Linked DNA regions of Pan troglodytes: region 1 is linked to region 2. Evidence: chromatin contacts called from public capture Hi-C data. All regions are on one chromosome and are shown on one strand. The core of a region is the stretch at or near the end of the contact, and the rest is flanking DNA. Distances in the headings are between cores, read along the strand shown. Region 1 overlaps MSI2 (musashi RNA binding protein 2). Region 2 has its middle 40 kb from the start of AKAP1.

Region 1 (4,554 bases), core at 85-2,584, 460 kb after region 2:
CTTTATGGTACATCTGATGCTGCCTTATGTATCTACAACAGGCTGGACCGTGTATGCTGGGAGCACTGGCCCAGTATTTGGTGGGTGGTGGTAGCAAATGACATGATAAAGATCACGATTGCTGTGTTTCGTGGTCCTAGCCCTCTGTTTTACTGGAAATGGTTTGAGAGCAGATAGTAGCCTTTTTTATTCTCATACCGAAGAATCTGCTAGTCCCTGCAGGAGCTATGCTAAAGGAGCTCCACATATCAGCTCCCTGTTTCCTGGTGTTCCTTAGAAGATGGTGATGTTAGAGTTGGATGCATGAGAGTCAGAAGGGACCTGAGAAATTCCCTCTCCGTCTTGTGTTGCAGGGACCCAAAATAGACACAGAGTTTGAAAAGGAAGCATCTGTATTTTGCTCATTGACTGGAAACACAATTATCATAATATAATTTTGATAGAACAGCCATTCAGTTTTTGTCTTCCTGCTTGGTGTGTCTGGCTTAGTGTTCAGCCAGGTTCATACCTTTGGGGAGAAGAGTGTCTTAGCTGGGGCGGCTATAATGAAGTACCATGGTCTAAGAAAAACGGTTTATTTCTCACAGTTCTGGAAGCTGGCAGTTAAGAGCAGGGTGCCAGCATGGTCATTTCTGGGAGGGCCCCCCTTCCTGTGTACAGACAGCTGCCTTCCTATTGCATCCTCACATGGTAGAGAGAAAAAACAAGCTTTCTAGTGTCTTTCTGTAAGGGCACTAATTCCATTTATGAGGGCCCCATCCTCACGAACTCATCACCTCCCAGAGGCCTGAACTCTTAATACCATCACATTGGGAGTTTGGATTTCAACATGAATCTGGGTGGGGGGTCGGGGGGCAGCAAGGGGCAGCCACAAACATTCAGATGGCAGCAGACAGCCTTGTGAATCCTGATTTGGGTTGTGACAGGAGGTGTGAAACCCAGGGTCCAGTTCTACCACCTTCATTTGCAGATGCAAAAGTTGAGGCTCAGAGAGGGGAAGGGGCTCCCCCAGATTAAACATAAAGTAGATGCACAGTGAGAAGTGGAAGCCAGGTCTCAGTCTCCCCATCAGTGTGTCTGCCCCCATGGCCTGTGCTCCCTCGCCATGTTAACGCTACCATGTGGCAGCTGCATCCCATCCAAGGAGGGTGCAACCCTGCATGGGGCCATGTGGTAAAGCAGCACTTACTGAGTGGGGTCACAGATGGGGCCACATGCTGGAAACGCTGTCGGAGGCGGGAGGAGAAGAAAGAAAGGGGCAGGAGGGTAGGAGAGGAACTGAGGATACTGAGCAGCAGTCGCCTGCCAAAATTCTTCAGTGCAGCTTGTCTAGCAAAGCCGGTCTCCAGCAGAGTAAATACAGTGGATAGCTGACGGGCTGACAGCAGGCATCAAACAGTCTTAAACTGCCCCAAATCCAGAGCGCTTTTGAAGCAGCAGTATAAAAAGGATGCCTGCGCGGAACAGAGGCCTGAAACTTTTAATAGTTTCTTCCAGGCCTCAGGATGTCCTGATGAGGTATTAGAGGAAGTAATTCAGGAAGAAAAGGACAAATAACCACCTCCGTCTGGAGGCCGACCCGAGGGCTGGCCAGGGCTGCTCGCGGAAAGGGCAAGCGTGGCCCCGCAGTGATCCACGAGGCTCTGGTTAGCCCACCCGCCTGCTGCCGTGCACAGAGCCGCGGGGCCCTGACCCTTGTAAATAACAGACAAGTAAATTTCTTGTTTGCTTCGGGGCAAATGTAAACCACACAGTGCCCGCTGCATGTGGGTGAAATCATTAACTTTTCCTCGCTGTCGGAAGGGTGCTCAGTACAAATTAGAAATCATTGCCTCCAACCTCAAGGTCCTCCCAAGGATCCGCCTACCTACCCCCAGACCAGGAGGCTGTCAAGACCTCAGGACGTCAGAGAAAAACCTGGGCCTGCCAGAACTGAACTCACCCCGCCTCTCTTTGTTTTTTCTTCTCTCTCTTTTCCTTTAGGGTTTGGCTTTGTCACTTTTGAGAATGAAGATGTTGTGGAGAAAGTCTGTGAGATTCATTTCCATGAAATCAATAATAAAATGGTAAGTGTGTAGGGGTTGCGCTGAAATGGAATGCCCCCTTTCTCTACGTACACACCCAGTCTTGCAGACTGCTCCAGCCCATCATCAGGCTGGAGTGGGCAGGGGTGGGGAGGGGGCTAGATGCTCGGGGTCCAGGCCTGTGAACAGTAGCAGTTGTTTCATACTGAGGTGGACAAACTCTGTAAAGGGCCAAGTCGTGAATATTTTCATCTTTGCAGGCCATAAAGCTGACTGCAACTACCCAGTTCTGCTGGGTAGCGTCCATAGGCAATGCATACCTGAAGGAGTGGGGCTGTGTTTCAATAAAGCTTTGTTTATGGACACCAAAATTTGAACCTTATGTAATTTTCACAGATCACAAAATATTAACTTTTTAACCACTTAAAATGTAAAAACCAGGCCAAGCATGGTGGCTCACGCCTATAACCTCTGCACTTTAGAAGGCCAAGGCAGGAAAATCACTTGAGGCCAGGAGTTCGAGATGAGCCTGGGAAACATAGCCGGACCTCATCTCTTAAAAAAAAAAAAAAAAAAAAAAAAAAAAAAAAAAATTAGCTGGGTGCAGTGCACCTGTACCCCACCTACTCAGGAGGCTGAGGTGGGAGGATCACCTGACCCCAGGAGGTTGAGGCTGCAGTGAGCCATGATCACGCCACTGTACTCCAGCCTGGGCAACAAAGTGAAACCCTGTCTCAAAAAAAATAAAAATAAAATAAAATGTAAAAACCGTTCTCAATTCTTGGACTTTACATAAACAGGCAGAAGGGCGGGATTTGACCTATGAGTCGTAACTTGCTGGCACCTGGCTTAGGATATTCTTTTGCTGTGCAGCTTTTGAGAGGTATATCCTAGATAGGAAGTTTACTGCACCAAACTATTTTTCTCTTTGGGTCCTGCTGGAAAATTAACATTCCCTCCCTTGCCATCAATTAATTTCTGCCCTCTTGATCAGCTGCTTCCTTCCCTCTCTTTGGCTCTTTAAAGTTCCTTTTTCTGCCACAGCAGCCTCAAGAGGAAGGGAGGTTGGATTACTGGAAGTTTGGGAAGTTGTGTAGGCCTCCCAGATCAGTGGCCACCAGAGGGTGCCATATCATGCATAGCATTTGCACACTCAAAGTCTCAAACTCCTTTCTTTGGATTGAGTAGGGGGGTGAGAATTCCCTTCTTTGTTGGTTCCAGAAAAATAGAAGCTCAGCAGGTGTTTCTGGAACCATCAGCAGGTCTTTCGGAGCAAAAACATTTTGGTTGGCCACGAGAGCCTCCAGCCTCAAGAGAAGAGGGAGGGCAAATCTGTGTTTCAATTGCAGCTGTAACTTTAATATTTTCTTCCTTTTGTCAAAACATTTCTTGCTTCTAAAACATGCATTCAGACATGCATTGTATATTGGTCTGATATGTGTTCACCAACTTTAAATTCAATAATAGAGCTTTTAGTGTGGATAAGATCAAAGCAATCTGCTTAGCATGTGGTGCTACAGGCCTGATTCAATATTTGACTTGCTAATTTTTTCCCAGGGCACTAAAATAATATTGTTCATATTGTTCCTTGCCATCATATGCATCTGAAATGAAAATACTCTTTTTTTGCATACTGTATGTTGGAGGCATCAACTCAGACATTAAAATGGTAGGAGGGAGATAAGTGTGACAGAATAACACAGGTCCCCTCATAGGCTTTCTCTGCTCCCCAAATGTCCATGCAAGTTTACAGTTGGTACTTTTCTCTTGGTAGGTTACTACTTGCTATTTTTTTTTTTTTAATTGAGACAGAGTCTTGCTTTGTTGCCCTGGCTGGAATGCAGTGGCACGATCTCGGCTCACTGCAACCTCCGCCTCCCGGGCTCAAGCAATTCTCCTGCCTCAGCCTCCCAAGTAGCTGGGACTACAGGCGTGTGCCAGCATACCCAGCTAATTTTTGTATTTTTAGTAGAGACGGGATTTCACCATGTTGGCCAGGCTGATCTCAAACTCCTGACGTCAAGTGATCCACCTGCCTCGGCCTCCCAAAGTGCTGGGATTACAGGCATGAGCCACTGTGCCCGACCAGTACTAGCTATTTTTAAAAAGAGAGAGAGAGGACTTAAATGAAACTTGCATCCACTGCCCAGATGCCTTGTTTATCCTAGCCAGAGCACGCCATTGACAGGCTCCACTAAGGCTGCTGGGCAGTGGGGAATAGAAGAGAGTACTGGCAGATGCCATTCCTGTCTTGCCAAGCCTTAAGGGTTCATCAGGAAAGGCCAGATGTAGACCGGAAAGACATTGCTCCATTTGTCACCTTGAATGCATATGTGTAGCCCTTCCCTGTTGACAGGCTTTGAAACAAACCCGAGACACAGATGGGGAAAGGCTTTATCCTGGGAAACTGAGGCTCAGGGGATAGGTCCCAGGCTATCCAGAGAGCGAAGGAGCATAGGTCTTGAGCTTACTGGTGCCAAAGGAACTATATAGACAGTTGTTGGAGCTTGGGGGTGGGAGGGTGAATCCC
Region 2 (4,099 bases), core at 187-2,686:
CATCTGCTCTCAAAAATATTTTGTCAAATGAATAAACAAGTAAGTCCATTTCCCCCAAGCAAATGCTATAGATAGAGGTGCATTTAACAGAGGGTGAGATGCCCAAAGGGAATTCCATGACTGCATCCTTGTCTTGTGTGTTCCAGCATCTCAGGCCCCTTTGAAAGGGCCTTCCTTATATTCCTTCTAAGCACCCCACTTTGGGGTCAGGTAAGGTCTGATGAGGTTAGATAAGAAAATGAGTGCAGAATACCCAGTGAGCAGCTCACACCAGTGGCAGGGAACCTCCTCTGCACCTCGTGACTCGTGGAAGGTTGTGGACAGGTGGTGCCATCTTAGCCTCTGGTGGATGCAGACTAGGCCTGTCAGGATACTTGTGAGTGATATGAAGAAAAAGCCGGATCCTGCCAGGCTTTAGACCCTTGAACCTTAGATCTCTGACCACATCAATGTGTCACTAAGGCTGAAACCTCCCAACCTGCAAAAGCAAATGTACATGCCTGGACAGTTCTGGGTTGGCTGTGCCAGTTAAGAGCTGTGTGATCTTCGAGAAGTTACTCCACTTCTCTGGGCCTCAGTTTGCTCCTCTATAAACTAGGGTCAATAATAGTGCCGCCTCAAAAGGTGATTGTAGGACTTAAACATGAAGCCCTGGCATCCGGGTTGCACTCAATCTATATTTTATTATTTATGTCCCTTAGCTGCGGCCTGAAGACAACAAGATCTGCTGAATGCTTCTCTGTAGAAATCTCAAGCAGGCCAGCTTTGTCTGCTTCTATGCGTTCTTCCAGAGTCGCGGCTACCCCATCTCTCTAGGTCCATAGGGGTCCGTCATTTCCCCCACGCTGGAGACCCAGTTGCCAGTCCTCCCTCCACTTTCCCCTGGAACTGCCATGGGATGCTCCTTGGCTGTAATTATGGCCCCAGGGTGCAGCTGCCATCAGAACACCTGCTGCCCAGGCCCTGCTCTCAGGGTGCGAAGCTGGGATCCCCTGTTCAGGCACAAAGACCTCAGCTGGCTGCCTTAGGGACCCCTCACCTGCCTCTCCGCTCTGAGTCCTCATTTCTCTCTCCATCAGCATCATTACATTAGAATTCTCGCCCTTCCACTTATCAAATCAGCATCGTGCCTGTCTGTCTCCGCCACTGTCAACAACGCAGCTTCTTGTGTCTCTTGCAACCGGGCGTCTGGGCCGCCCCTCTCTCTCTGGCAATTATGATTCCTTCCCCAGCTCACATCGAAAGTCTTTGTTCTTCTCCCTGAACGTTCAAGTTAATTTCCACTGACTGTTTATTCAGCCTTTGTACTGGCTGGCTTGCTACTCGCTCAGGAAAGGCAGGCCTTTGAGGCAGAGTGGGAAGGCAGAGCAACAGTTTGGGACAGGAAGGAAAGACACTTCAGAGAGTGAGGGGGCGAGGCAGGAGTCCTGAGGGCCCCGGAACGTGGGCGTGGGGAGGGGAGGAGGGAACCCAAGAGGGGTAGCCTGCCAATTCCCAGGTTCTGCTTTTCGGGTTAGCATCTTGGGGTATTTCTTCCCCGTGTAAGCGTGCGTGCAGATGCACGTGGCTACGAAGGCGCGTAGAGTCACAAACCTACAGATGCGGGAGGCAGAAAAAAATAGCTCTTGGCAGTTGCAGCTATCTCTCTGTGGGCCTTCTGTTCTGCCGAGCATCTGAGAGTTTGGGAGGAGGTTCTGGGCCAGCAGAATTGCGCTGCTCTGAAAAGGGAAGAATTTGGGGGCAGAGAAGAACCTGATCCCACAGGGAGGAACAAAGAGGAGAGTGGGGACTGGAAGGGGAGATGGGGAGGGAGGGAAGGCTGGGGTGGCGTGGCCGCAGGGGAGGAAGTCCCGGCCAGGGCGGCCTGAGGAATACCACGCGCCCTTTTAAGGTGTTTGCCCTGTGGTGCCGATTCGGTTTCGGGTAGCAGCCTTGTATTTGAGGTGCTTGGAGATGGGGCTGGGGGTGAGGTGGGGTCGGGCCAGGAAACGAGGAGGGAAAGGAAGAGATGTCTCATTTATGAATGCTTAACCAGAGTGGAGATAAAGCCACAGCCAGGAGACCCAGGGCTGAGCAGAATTTGGGGGAGGCTGGAAGTCTAGAAACTCAGCTCTCTGGAATTTGGAGAAATTTTGGAGATAGTTTTGGACTGTGGAAATAGAAATGGGCGGTCTAATCAATGCTACCCACCTTATGGGGCCAGGAGACCCCAGCTGACATCTGGGATTCTCTATATAAACACAGCCCTCCAGTATTTTCATAATCTAAAAATGCATACAAGCAATTATATGTAACACACAACATAAGACATTTATAAATCTATGAAATCATATGAAAATATAAATGAGAAAATCAAATATATTTAATATAAATACACGTATAAATATACGTTTTAGTATGTAATCATATATATACATAAAATGTAGAATACATAATCATATTTTTAATATATGTAATATAAATAATATCTTGGGACACAAAATAAAGTCACGTCTTTTACTTTCCCCATTCTGACCGCCTCTAACTTGTATTTGAAGTGTATAGGCCATTTACATTTTTTAACTTTATTGATGTATAATTAGAATAAAATAAACTGTACGTCTTTAAAGTATGCAACTTTAAAAGTTGTTTTTTTTTTTTTTTGAGACAGAGTCTCACTGTGTCACCTAGGGTGGAGTGCAGTGGCGCAATCTCGGCTCACTGTGACTTCTGCCTCCCGGGTTCAAGTGATTCTGCTGCCTCAGCCTCCAGAGTAGCTGGGATTACAGGTGCCCGCCACCATGCCCGGCTAATGTTTTGTATTTTTAGTAGAGATGGGGTTTCACCATGTTGGCTAGGCTGGTCTTGAACTCCTGACCTCAAGTTATCCACCTGCCTTGGCCTCCCAAAATGCTGGAATTACGGGTGTGAGACACCACGCCCGGCCATACAACTTTATAAGTTTTGACCTATGTACACATCCGTGAACTCATCACCACAATCAAGATAATGAACATATCCATCACCCCCCAAGTTTACTTTTTTCTAGGTAGTCCTTTCTGCCCCTCCCTCCCATCCCCCCCAGACAACCAACAATCTGCTTTACATCACTGGAGATTCGTTTGCATTTTCTGGAATTTTAAATAAATGGAATCAGGCGTATGATTCTACTTGGCTTCTTTCACCCGGCATCACTTTTTGAGACTTATTCATTTGCTTTGCGTATCAATAGTTCTTTCCTTTTTACTGCTGAGTTCCACTGAATGGTTGTACCACACTTTGTTAATCCAGCCACCTGCTGAAGGACATTTGGGTTTAACATTTAAATGAAAATGCCTCCCACATCCCATATCATGAATTGTAAGAAGTTCCTCTCTTTTCCTGAGTTTCTCCTCATTTCTGGAGTGCTCCAAGAGCTGCAGAGTTAATTTCTCCCTGGGCCAGTAAGTTCAGGACCTGCTGCCAGCACAGGTAAGCTGCTCAGTCTCCTGCTCTGGGCCAGGCTCCTCACTGCTCTGCCCCATCGGCCCCTCACAGGGCAGCGTGGGCATAGGAGGCAGGCTCACACCGTGCCTCAGGGAGCTGGTCAGGAGCCCAGGCAAGCCCTGCTCTCAGCTCGCTCCAAGCAGATACAGCTGTGCCTCTCCACTCGGTCAGGGCACATTCTGGGCCTCCCCAGGGGTACACACGTGCACACATGGCCACACTCCCCTGGAAGCGAGCACTGCAAAGTCTCAGCCTCTGCTGGGGCCGCACAAGCCTCCCAGCTGTTTCAAGGAGGCTCTTCTCACTGCAGTCTCCCATGTTTCCATCCCCGCCTCCTGACTAGTCTCTCCCTCTCCTTCAATCCCCTTCATCCACACTGGCCCTTTGCTGTTCCTCAAGCACACAGGTGTACTCCTGCCCCAGCACTTTTGCACGTGCCCTTCCCTCTGCCCAGAATGCTTTTCCCTCAGGTGAGTACTCCTTCACTTCCTTCAGGCCTTTACTCAAAAGTCGCCTTCTCCAGGAAGCCTGCTGTGGCCACCTTATACCTAAAATTTCAGCTGGGCACGGTGGCTCATGCCTGTAATTCCAGTGCTTTGGGAGGCTGAGGTGAGTGGATCACTTGAGCCCAGGA

What was found. Capture Hi-C pulls out chosen DNA fragments and counts their contacts.
Region 1: a contact with region 2 is called in a capture Hi-C map of stem cell-derived neural stem cells, with 11 times the contacts expected there. The contact joins two enhancer-like sites. A contact is called at or near these places in 2 of 7 Hi-C or Micro-C datasets (induced pluripotent stem cells and stem cell-derived neural progenitor cells) and 1 of 1 other capture datasets (stem cell-derived neural stem cells).

What each region holds. Positions count from the first base shown.
Region 1 is chr19:70,715,752-70,720,305 of NHGRI_mPanTro3-v2.0_pri, forward strand. MSI2 (musashi RNA binding protein 2) reads left to right here. Exons shown (of 14, transcript XM_063799024.1): 8 at 1,984-2,066. Among named protein-coding and RNA genes, the nearest start is that of CCDC182, 150 kb to the right of the region's middle. Within about 2 kb of position 1,335, at least 3 of the 24 cell types and tissues checked have an H3K27ac peak or open chromatin away from gene starts, as enhancers often do. A contact at or near this core is called in stem cell-derived neural stem cells, where this site is marked.
Region 2 is chr19:70,254,100-70,258,198 of NHGRI_mPanTro3-v2.0_pri, forward strand. No RefSeq gene overlaps it. Among named protein-coding and RNA genes, the nearest start is that of AKAP1, 40 kb to the left of the region's middle. Within about 2 kb of position 1,437, at least 10 of the 24 cell types and tissues checked have an H3K27ac peak or open chromatin away from gene starts, as enhancers often do. A contact at or near this core is called in stem cell-derived neural stem cells, where this site is marked.